Linked DNA regions of Anas platyrhynchos: all the other regions are linked to region 1. Evidence: chromatin contacts called from public Hi-C data. All regions are on one chromosome and are shown on one strand. Each heading gives the region's core, a stretch centred on a gene start, on an enhancer-like site or on the middle of the called end of the contact. The rest is flanking DNA. Distances are from core to core; before and after follow the strand shown.

Region 1 (3,731 bases), core at 751-3,250:
ACAGGTTGTATGGCAGGGGATTTTTTTGCTGTATTTAATCCCCCAGACCAGTTCCAAACTCTATTCAAGGAAACAGGGACTCTCCCTGGCCATCCCAGTGCATGAAATACTGAACAATATTCCACCTGAGCCACGGCAGGGAGGAAACTGCAGAAAACAGATTTCCTGGTAAATTGAGCTCAGATCCGCATTACAGAAACGATCCCAAGCAGCAGCGATGCTGAAAAACCCCTGGGACCCCAAAAAGGCTGCCACCCTGGGAGCCTGCCCTGGGGTATCCCCAAGCCCCCTCTCAGCCCCGTTCTCCCTGCAGACTCCCCAGTGACCCCATCCTGACCAACTGCAGTGTTTTGGGGTTAAAGTCAGGAGGCCATTCACTGAGGCACAGGCTGGAGGGAGGTTTTGCTCATCTGGAAAGCACTCCCAGGTTTCCTAAGGGTCCTTTTTGTTCTCCATCAGGGCACTGCATGAAAGGAGGAGGCTGGTGGGCAACAGGGCATTTGCCAGGGGTGCCCAGGAGTCATTACTGGTCTACTTGGGGTGGACATTATCAGCAATTCCCAAAGAGGACCCTCTGTCCCAGCACTTCCACCCCAAACCCTGAGGTTTAGCAACACTCCTAATATCCCCTCCAGAACCTCTCGCACAAAAAGTTCCCACTTCAGTAAATCAGCATTTTCTGACAAAACAAAACAAAACAAAACAAAACAAAACAAAACAAGCTATTTCTCCAGAAAATTCTCAGTTGTCTCAACCGCTAATAGCCCATGCTAGTTGAATGCCCCAGGGACTTATCACTTTGTTATGTTCCTGGCACCACTTTTCCATGGAACTTGCAAATTGTTGTTTGCCCAGCTCCGCCTCTAACAGATCAGGAGAAATTCTGGCTACTGCAGCAGAGGAAAATAGCAGAGTGTGTCCACTTTTGCTACTTCAGAGTTGTTCAACCAGAAAATAATGAAGAGAGAATTGTTTTTCCTTGGCTACGCAGTGTAAGTTATTGGTGAATAAATAAGCCCAGAGGCCAGGGGATGAAGTATTTATTGATTTGTGCAGTGTTTATTTCTGAGTTAATTTGCAACCCACATAAAGAGAGAAAGAAATCGCTGTGATAAATATAAAATATGCTTTATATTGTGCGTATTATGAAAAGAGCTTCAATAAAAAGATTATTACATCTTTCTATGGGGTGTTCACTGGGTTTGCCTGTTTTCAGATCTGACAGTATAATGTGATCAAATCTTAGCAGTCGCAAGGCAGCCCCACACAGTTTTTATACTTTGCTTTATAGCACAGAGATGCCATTCTGCAAAGCTGAAATTTAGTGGGAGAAGGAGATGCAGGAGACATAAAAGGAGATGAAGGAGATGTAAAAAATGCACTATCTCAACTCCTTCGGAGATGAAATAATAGTCCCTTCTAGCTATGTATAGGTGTCTGGATGGGATTCCTCTATGTACAGCAAGCTCACATTGCCATCTCCTCAAATTTTCAGCGACTCAGAGATGACAAGGCTTAATACAGGAGACGGCTATGCTCTGACAACTCCATCTGACTGCACTGTCTGCCACAGGTCCCCAGCTAATTAACTATTGATCTAAACTTTTGAGATTTTATTAGAATCTTCTGGATGTCACATTATTGCTAATAAGGCTTTAACATACAGCGGAGAGAGAAGATGAAATGTCCAAAATGATAATTTCTCAAGAAGCATTACCCCGTTCGCAAGGCAGCCTGTGGGTGTGTACGTGCTAGCTCCGTGTGTGCTTGCAGAGAGCACTGGCTGGTTCAACTGCTTCGTGGGAGCTCCAGGACACTGCAGGCCCTGGCTCCTGGTGTTAAAGTCTTTGGACCCGATGTTACAAGACCTTTTATCTGCCTGTAAACTAGCCAGCAGCTTGCTAAACGGATCCCGTGAGTACAAGCAGTGCACGGCAGCAGGGCGGAGGAGGGAGGAGCACCAGGCTGGGTTTCCTGCAGCACACGCAGAGGTTCAGCAGAAGATCTCAGCAGGCATCTCCCATCTGAGGCTGCACGTGCCAGAGCCTGTTCTTCTTTGGCACAGAGCAGCAACACGAATGAGGAAGAGAGGCACCAAACCTCTGATCGCCGAGGGGACCACGCTGGCTCCAGCACGAGGCACTCTGAGCAGTTCCTTTGGCCTGTTTCCCACTCTGAACTCCCAGCTGGTTTAAAAGAAGGAACATGCTGTATGGTGAGCTACCGTTCCCATATCAACATCCCTACAGCAGCAGAAAGGGCACATCCTCTCCTGTCCGGGTCACGCTTCTTTGCCAAGCTCTTCATTGTCAGTGGGCGCAGCAGGTTGTGTGCTCTCGTTGAACAGGAACTGGCCAGCACTTCTGAGCAGCTTCCAAGTAAGAGATGCTGGAATCCACTGAATAAATACAGAAGGACAGGTCTAAACAAGCACGGCTCAAGTGGCACAATTCATCTAGCTTCCTGTCAGGGCCTTATCTGTTAGCCTTTCTATTTTTGTTTCTTTGCCGTAGCATATTTTCTTTATTTGTATTGTACTTCCTGGCAGTAGTTCTCTAGTGCTGCCTCCAGCTGCCTTCCTAAAGGTGCTCCACAAGGGAATGCCTCATCACCGTAACCTTAGTGATTCACAGTGATTCTTCTTTATGTCAAAAAATAACATATTATGAGGAAGAAACCCAAATTCCCGTGCTCTGTACACTTGCCACAGAAAGAGAGACACCAAGGAGCTTTGATGCCTTTGTTGTTCTCAGACACACTTAGGAAAGGCAGCACCATACTGTGCCCATGTGAATTAGACGTGTTCTGTCTTTACAAGAGCTTTATGAAGTGTCCCTTAAAGCTTTTCCATGCTAAGCATTGCCATGCTGCTGTTTGGCATCCAAGGCTGATGGAAAGCTTCCTGAACATTCAGAAACAAAAGCAGCTTGTTTTAGGAAGAGCCATAGGCCAGAAGAGGGAAATACATTCGGTGCCTCCCATTATCTGTGGTGGTGCTTTGCCTAGGCTGCCTGCACCAACATTGGCAGAAGGGCAAAGTTTATCTTGCAGCAGTGACTGGGAGGATGCTGCTGGCCTTGGCAAACCCATAGCACGTTGCACTTCTCCACAGCTTTGTGCTTGTTTTGCTACTCTGCGAGCAGGGAAATGGTGGAAATTGGTGGTGGTGTTTTGCTCATACTGTGGCAAACATAGCAGAATCCTTTGTCCAGATGCTCCCCACAAAATTCCCCTTCCACTTCAGCTCTATTTGTCAGGCCAAAAAGCGATATGCTTTTTTTATGATTTTAACAGTGGTAGACGCTGGAGTTGTCTTCATTATCTGCAAGGAGCATCCCCATGGCCATGCTCATGCCCAGCCTTGCTGCTCTGGCTGGAGAGGTCCTTGTCCAGCAGCAGAGGCACTGTGCACTGCGGTGGAGATGGCAGGGACATGGCACACATGGCACCCCTCCTCAGGATACTCAGCAAACCTCGCTTTAAAAGTGGAGTGAGCGCAACTTACAGGATAAAGGTACTAGTGGTGGGGAAATCCAGCAGTATTTTCCTGGAGGTGAACACTGACGTGATTGCCTGGCTGGTGTCACACCCAGAGCTGCCTCTCCACCTTCTCAGAGCCTTCCTTTGGCTGGTGAGATGGGTTTCAGGAGCTGACATATATACACGAGAAATGAACCTCTCCAGCCTGTGCTCATTTTCCTGTTTAAATCAGCGTGTTTTACCATAGCAAC
Region 2 (3,731 bases), core at 921-3,420, 200 kb after region 1:
TGTGAGCACATCAGAGGAGCAAGGCTGGGTGCCAGCGACCTGTCTGGAGGCCCAGGATGGCGTCCAGGATGAGTTCTCCATGCAGCCTGACGAAGGTAAGAGGTGCCTGGAGATAACTGCCCCAGCTTCTTTGTGCTGAGCTATGCTGAGTGGCTTGCAGGATTGCTTAGCCCTTTCTGACCTAAGGAGGGGAAAAGCTCTGGGGAGGACAAACCCACAAGTGCCACAGTTGTGTCTGCCCGCTCTGCTCCAGTGCTGCACCAGGAGTGTGGCAGCGGGATGCTGGCAGTGCAGCTGCTGGTCTTCCTGCTCCCCCAGAGGGGCTGAAGGTGCCACCTCTGGGGAACACCCAGTCCTGCCATCACGATGCCCCCTGTGCTCCCAGGGAGGTGGTTTGCATGTACTGGAGGAGGAGGAGCAAACCTCAGATCCTAGGACAATTCCTGTGTCTTTTGATGTCATGCAGAAAGCAAGAGCATGCGTGAGTCCACATGATGAGAGTAGCAAAGCTGCAACCTTTGCGTACAGTAAATGTGAACCAGCCCTGCAGCACGCATCCTTTCCACTGACCGCTGTATGCTCAGAGCAGTGCTGTAGTTTGCTCAGCCCTTTTCCTGGGGAGATGGAGGTGGGATGGGGGTTCAAACCAGGGAGGGCGCCCAGAGAGCTCCAGGTGAGTACAGCTCTGTGCCTCTCTCTGCTGTCAACCCTGTTTCCTCTGAGACCCGAAGTGCTGCCTCCTTACGTCCTCTCTTGTCCTTCTCCTGCTTCCCCAACATGCTCTTCCCAGTCCCGTGGAGATACTGGTCCCTGCCCAGGCACGTTGGCCGCCGTCGGACCCTTGGGGACTTGTACACCAGTGGATGGGGTCAAGGTGGACTTTGTAGAGACGTGTTCAGCTGCCCTGGTTTTGTGCCTGCAGCCTTGTTGTGTGCATGTTTGTTTGCTTTGCATGGGAGGGACTCTGCTTGTGTCCTCCTCGGTATGTGCCATGTGTGCTCCTCAGCCTTCCATCAGCTCACTCACGTCCACCTCTCTTTTCGCTATCAGCTGTTCCTTCTAACTTTTTGAGGCTTGTTTTGGGTACAGAGACTGGAGTCCCTGCTGTCCCCAAAAACATTTATGCGAACTTCTTGTAGCTGCTGCCTTAGTCCCTGCTCTCAGCCAGGTCCTGGTGTCGGTGGCTCAGGCAGCACCAAGAGCAGAAGAGCCGACCTGGTTTTGCTGGATGGGGCAGGACGTTTGCTGCTTTGACTCATTTGCATGAAGCGGGAGGGGAATCAGGTCTTTCGAGAGCTGTGCTTTTCCAAGAAGGCAAGGACAAAGGGCCGGGCACCCAGTTTGGATGTGTTTTCAAGCCCTGGAGGAGAGCATTTTCAGGAACAGTGGCTATTCAGGAGGATGAAGGCAAAAAGCAACTGGGAGGGGAAGCTTGAGCGATGTATGAAAGTGATTAAAGACCATGGTGGTAGCTGGGATTGGGTTCTTTTTGGGGTCAAGCAGCTTCCTATGCTGTATCTTTGTGGTCAGCGAGTAGCACAGGATCCCAGAGCAAGAGCTGGGACCACAGGCTGGCTGGATGTGAGAGGGTGAAAGGAAAAGAAGTGGGCATTCAGTGCCTCCTCACCTTGGCTGTCATAGGGGAAGCTCACCAAAGCTTACATTTCAAAATGCAACTGGGTTTGTTTTGGAATTCATTTCACTGGCATTTTTTTTCTGAACAGTTGTGTATCTCTGTGTGTTTGCACCTATGTTACAACAAGAATTACTGTTCACAGAAAACACTTAGCCACTATTTCCAGGTTTCTGTAAAACAATATCTTAGTAAAACTCCACTTTCTTTCCTACAGAGGAGAAGTACACAGTTATTTACCCATACACTGCAAGAGACCAGGATGAAATGAACCTGGACAAAGGGGCTGTGGTGGAGGTGATCCAGAAGAACCTGGAGGGCTGGTGGAAAATCAGGTACCGTCCCTGCCTCTTGCCCTTCCCTGGCGCTGCAGGCTATGCAAAGCAGAGACCCCGATGCACAGTCCAAGGGCAAGCCTAGAGCAATGAGGAGGGCAGAATAGCAGAACTCATTTCTCTCCATCCCTAAATACCAAGGCTTACTGAAGTTCAAGGTTTCAGCCAAGCATAGCTGTGGTTAAACATCTTGAAAATCCCTCAGTTTCCTGTGCTGGGGAGGTGGACTGCGTCACAGCATCACATGCCCCAGCAGCGGGTCCGGGAGCATTAATGTTACATCATGTGCTGCTGATAGGAAAAGCAGCAAGTGTCCTGGAGGCAGGCTGGATGCTCTGGCTGTGTTAGGAGGTTCCTGCGGAGCAGGGCCGTTGTCCGGGCCAGCTCTGCTGTGTACAGGGTGTGCTGAGGCCAAACGCTCCCGATCATCCTGAGCTGATACTTGTTTTCTCCTGGAAGCTCGTTTTTGCTTCTCTGTGGCGTTAGCTAATGGCTGGACTTGAGCAGGGTGGGAGCATATGCCACGGTTTTCTTAACCTTGCGTTGAACCTGTGGTATTGGCAGAAGCAAAGCCCCAGAAAAATGTCCATTGACTTTCTGAGCAGAGGAGAGCTGCCACAAGAACTCCAAAGGCAATTACAAGCTCAGGATCCGGTGCCATGTGAGTGCAGTGGCTGCAGCCCAGCCAGCAGGAGCGTCTCCGACGCTGGCGCAAGACCCTCGAGCATGGCAGGCAGACTCCGTGGATGTGGTTTTTCAATCAGATCACAGCGCTGGTTCCTCTCCTAAACAGCACAGATTTAGAGCAGGGAAGGGATCCAGGCTGAGCTTCATCCAGAGAACAGGTACATCAATCCTAGCAGCAACCCTCTGGTTTTCCCCTTCACTTCCCCTGCCAGTGCGTTTCATTCCTGAACCGGTGCCATCGCTGAGGTGAAAAGGAAATCGGGCTCCTCGCCGTTCCCAGCCCTCGGCCTGCTGGCTGCAGCAGCCTGCATGGAGCATCAGTCATTGCTGCGGCTCTCCAGGTGCCACCTGGCATGGAGCCTGGCACCGAGCGAGCTCACTTTGCCCAAATCCAGGCTTGTGCTGAGCCCCGGCCCCAGGGACACCTGGTGGCCCCATGCACGGGCTCGGGGCAGCACTGAGGCTCGGCACAGTGACGCTGCCGTTGTTGTCGCTGCAGGTACCAGGGCCAAGAAGGCTGGGCCCCCGCCTCCTATCTCAAAAAGGGGAATGGAGAGATGTTCTCGCAGAAGCTGGGCTCAGGCTCCTCCACTCACTCCTGTGCCTTGGATCTGGACGGCATTTCCCGGCAGCAGATCGTGGCCAGCCGAGAGAAGGACGGGCTCACCGGCCAAAGGGACGGGAGGTTCGACAGCCGTCCCCTGCCCAACGCTGACATCCGACGCAGTAAGTGGCCAGCTGGGAAGGTGTCAGTGCAGCCTATCCTGCAGAATTGTGAGCAACATAGCTCAAAGGAGAGGCAGAAGGCTTGCAAGGCACCGTGAGCTCTGCAGCAAGGTCTGGAGGTGACACTGGCATGGGTGCAGTGCTGCCCCGGGGTCTGCTGAGGAACAGCAGAGGTGTGAATAAATAAGGGCCTCTCAGCCTGCAGGTACAGCTGCAGACACCTCTCCACAGGAGCTGCACAGTTTAATCCCTCAGCAGGTCAGGTCTTTGGGGTGAAAAAGCAGTTCTGTGTGGTCACCTCAGCTGCATTTCCCAGCAGCACCTGATGGTGCAGAGCTGGTTCCTCTTCC
Region 3 (3,731 bases), core at 741-3,240, 150 kb before region 1:
CTGCAGATTGGGCTGCAAGGCTACGAGAAGGCGCTGGAGTTTGCCACGCTGGCAGCCCGGCTGAGCATCAGGGTGGGTGAGTGATGCACACCCCCGGGGAGCAGGGCAGAGGGGGTGCTGTCTGCGTGACAGCACTGTGCACGTGAAAGGGAGATGCTCCTGCTTTCATAAGACCTCTGGACCAATTCTTATCCCAGGGGTTACATCTCTTTAAAGGCTGCTTCCCTTTTTAAGCTGCCCACAGGGGTGCTCTGCTGTGGTGGCGGTGGGGCTGGCTGAGCAGAGGGCTGTTGCTACACCAGAGTACAGGAAATCTTATGAGGGCATGGGACTGAACAGTTCCTCTTTGCCCTGGCTCTTCCGATAAACCTACCCCTTTCCATTGCAGAAGTAGGATTAATGAGCAAAATAAATGCCTGAGACGGAACCAGCCTTGTAATAACCCTCTCCAGCCCCCAAGAAATCCCCTGGTTGAATGATACATGGTATATATGGCAATATATATATGCTATATATAGACTGGCAATCTATCCCACTTTGGTATCAGCACCCCTGATAGCTCTGTTTTCTCTGGACCATCTTCAAAGGCAGTGCCTCCTTATGCAGACAGATATCTGTGCCCTGGGGCTGTGGAGCAAACACATCCCTGAGCGGCTCGGTGTGCTGGGCTAGGAACTGTGTGTGAGTGCCCTGCAGTCTGACTGTATCAGCAACTTTTTTCCAGGAGATCAATTGCAAGAGCTGATTGCATTCCACCGCCTGGCTACAGCCTACTATTTTCTGCAGATGTATGAGATGGCAGAAGACTGCTACCTGAAGACTCTCGCCCTGCGCTCCCCTGTGCTGCAGTGCTCTGGAGAGGCCCTGTACTACTCCAAGGTGTATTGCCACCTTGGCAACCTCACGCTGCACAAACTGAAGGTAGGAGGACACTTGCTATGATGCTGTGTTGTGTTCTTGGGTCTTCATGGGGCGCTGGAGGTGGAGTATCCCATCTGCTGGCAAAGCAGCAATGGTTATATACAGCAGCATCCTGTGGCTCTCTGTCCTGGCTGCAGCTTTACAATAAGCACACACAGTGCTGGCACAGCCAGGTTTTGACATGGGACAGGCAGTTTGGAAAGAAGTGCTAGCACTTAGTGACTGTACAGAGCCCATTTCACTGAATTCAGGTGTCACTGGGTTCTGCCTGGAACCGCTGGGCTCTGCTCCAGCACCCTCACACCCCGTGGCCTTGCATTACTTCCTAATTGCCCTGCTCTTTATGCTTAGGACGAACAGGATGCAGCAGCCTACTTCCTTCTGGCCCTTGCTGCGGCGACCGAGCTGGGAGACCAGGAGCTACAAGGCCGCATTCACGCCAAGCTGGCTGACATCCCCAGGGTCACGCTGGGGCCCGTGGGCACGCCGGGCTGTGCCACGTACCGGGCCCGGTGGCTGAGCGAAGGCGGCCACGTCGTCTGACCCATCCATCGCCATGGGGACGTGCCTGCAGACAGCTTCTTGCCTCGTACGGGTCCACGTGCTCTCCAGAAGCAGCATCCCAGGAGGGGTCCGGCCTCCTGACAGCGATTTATCTCCATGTCCCCAGCAGACAAGGGACCTGGGACCCTCATTTCTTGGGAGTGGCGCTGTGTGCCATGGCACTGCTGGCAGAGCGAGGCAGGATGGGGCCCAGGAGCAGGTGCTGGAGCACAGTGCAATGGGGAGAGAGGCAGGCAGCACTCCAGGAGTGTGGCTGTGCGGGATGGGGATGAGGACAGGAACATGGACAGGGATGGGGACAGGGTGTCACCCATCCCCACCCGGACCCCACCGGACAGCTCAACCGGCGATGGGACACCTCCGACCCGAGCGTGTTTTAACTCGAATAGCAACTCTATTTATTCCTACCTGTTCTCTGTGCTGTGTGCTATGCTCCGTGACCCCACAGCTCCGCAGGAGCCGGCTCCTGTTGGGCACCGAGCTGCAGCCCCGCTCACCGCCAGGGCGCACCAGAGCCCCGCGGTTGCGGGCGGCGGAGCCGCTCCTCGTCCCGCTCGGCCCCAGCCCTGCTGCGGGTGCTGAGCCAGGGGGGAGCGCTCCCCCGGGCTCGAAAGGCTGTGCCAGCGAGCTGGGGCTCCACGGGGAGACCCTGCTGCAAGTCCCTTCGTCTCCCTTCCATGCTGCGCCCCTTGGAAGTGCCAAACGCGCAGCGTGGGTCTCCTCGCCCCCGCTGCAAGTGCCCACTTCGTTTTCCCCTTCTGTCCCCTGTGAGCCATCCATCACCAGGGCAGCGAATAGTTTAATGCTTGTTTACCAAGCATTCCTGCGATGCCATCGGGGCAACCTCAGCCCTGTGTTGGGAGGAGGCAAATCGCTGTCCCGTTTGACATCCAGCGAGCTTTTGGGGGAACCGGTCCAGGAAAATCCTCTGGCTCGCCCTATGGGCAGCCCGCTCTGTGCTCAGCTCAGGTGCCGTGTGCCCTCCCAACAGAGGCCAGGATCTGTGCAGCTGCACCAGCCCTTCTGTGCGCACATCCCATCCTCAACTCTGTCCTTGGAGGCCCCAAAACGACACCTGGGGCCACCATGAGGCCCAGCACCCAGGTGGGTGCAGACCCAGCATCCCTGCAGACCCACATGGGTGGCCAGTGGCTCTTGTGGTTCTTGTCAAAGCGAAGCCCCGTGGAGGATGAATCATGCAGAGAGCATTCTCCCTAAAATATCCCTAACAGAGCCAAAACCTGAGGCCTTTCCGCCTAGCACCAGTGAGAAAAAAATGGGCTTTGTTTAAACACAGCGAGTCAGAGTTTCAGCTGGTCTAAATCAGCTGAGACATCCTGATCTGCAGGACTGTAGGTCTGGCCCGTAGTTTTTAACCAGACATGTGTTTTCTAAATCACAGCAAATGACTTTGTGCTGCCTGGGGGAAAAAAAATAAAAATGAGGAGGCTCACTCCTTGAGAACATCCCATAAAACATCCTTTTCCCTCTCATCCACCAGCCCTCTCTGACAAAGCCGGGCTGTTTTCCTATCAGGATGAGAGGTCAGGGTGGCCAGGGCTGATTAAACATCATGATAACACTTGGAAATAAAGTGAAACTTGGTGCGTGCCAGCCCCTGTGCCTGTGCCCAAGGGTGGGTGAGGACCCAGCATTCCTGCAGCTAGGGAGGAGATTTCTCCTTGTCCCATTCTTTCCGGGCAAGGAAAATAAGGTCTTTTGGGGTCTTCGTGCCAGAGGAGGTCCCTGGGTGATGGCACAAGCCCCTGGGCAGCCTGGCTGGGGGTTATCACCTTCCACCTTTCCATCCATCATTCCTTGGGCATGGGGCTGGGAGCTGTCTGCCTCTTGGGCTCACCATGGAGCTGTCCTGTGTGTGTAGGAGGCACAGAGACCACGCAGGAGGTGTGCACCCCAAAGTGCTACAGGGTGCAGAGCTGTGGCATTGCTTTACCAACGAGGAGGTCAGAAGAGAAGGACGGTAGCGAGACAGGAGATATTTATCCTACAGGCCCTGCCACCAGTGCCCAGCCCACTTCACCAGTGCGAATGCCACTCCGAGCAGAGGAAAAAATAGGGGAAAGGGAATGGATGGATCAGGTCTCCTCGTATCCCAGGTGTTGTCGCCGTGCTGTGGCTTGTGACTCATTTCTGAGCTGCATGTGACTGCCTGCTCCGTGCCCAGTCCCGGCACTTTTCCTGCCTCCAGTCCCTGGCCAGCAGAGCTGGAAATAGCACCAGTGGCC

Evidence for each region. A called contact is a pair of places that touch in the nucleus more often than the background predicts.
Region 2: a Hi-C map of skeletal muscle shows a contact between it and region 1, with 1.9 times the contacts expected there. The contact joins two enhancer-like sites. A contact is called at or near these places in 4 of 8 Hi-C or Micro-C datasets (liver, skeletal muscle and subcutaneous adipose tissue).
Region 3: a contact with region 1 is called in a Hi-C map of subcutaneous adipose tissue, with 1.8 times the contacts expected there. The contact joins two enhancer-like sites. A contact is called at or near these places in 3 of 8 Hi-C or Micro-C datasets (skeletal muscle and subcutaneous adipose tissue).

Annotation. Positions count from the first base shown.
Region 1 is chr14:11,293,355-11,297,085 of IASCAAS_PekinDuck_T2T, reverse strand. No RefSeq gene overlaps it. Among named protein-coding and RNA genes, the nearest start is that of UBTD2, 18 kb to the right of the region's middle. Within about 2 kb of position 2,000, at least 1 of the 8 cell types and tissues checked has an H3K27ac peak or open chromatin away from gene starts, as enhancers often do. A contact at or near this core is called in subcutaneous adipose tissue, where this site is marked.
Region 2 is chr14:11,089,235-11,092,965 of IASCAAS_PekinDuck_T2T, reverse strand. SH3PXD2B (SH3 and PX domains 2B) reads left to right here. Exons shown (of 15, transcript XM_038186487.2): 9 at 1-95; 10 at 791-874; 11 at 1,851-1,968; 12 at 3,155-3,381. Among named protein-coding and RNA genes, the nearest start is that of SH3PXD2B, 65 kb to the left of the region's middle. Within about 2 kb of position 2,170, at least 1 of the 8 cell types and tissues checked has an H3K27ac peak or open chromatin away from gene starts, as enhancers often do.
Region 3 is chr14:11,446,245-11,449,975 of IASCAAS_PekinDuck_T2T, reverse strand. It overlaps SH3TC2 (SH3 domain and tetratricopeptide repeats 2), which reads left to right. Exons shown (of 19, transcript XM_027468529.3): 17 at 1-76; 18 at 725-921; 19 at 1,273-1,892. The coding sequence ends at 1,464. Among named protein-coding and RNA genes, the nearest start is that of SH3TC2, 17 kb to the left of the region's middle. Within about 2 kb of position 1,990, at least 1 of the 8 cell types and tissues checked has an H3K27ac peak or open chromatin away from gene starts, as enhancers often do. A contact at or near this core is called in subcutaneous adipose tissue, where this site is marked.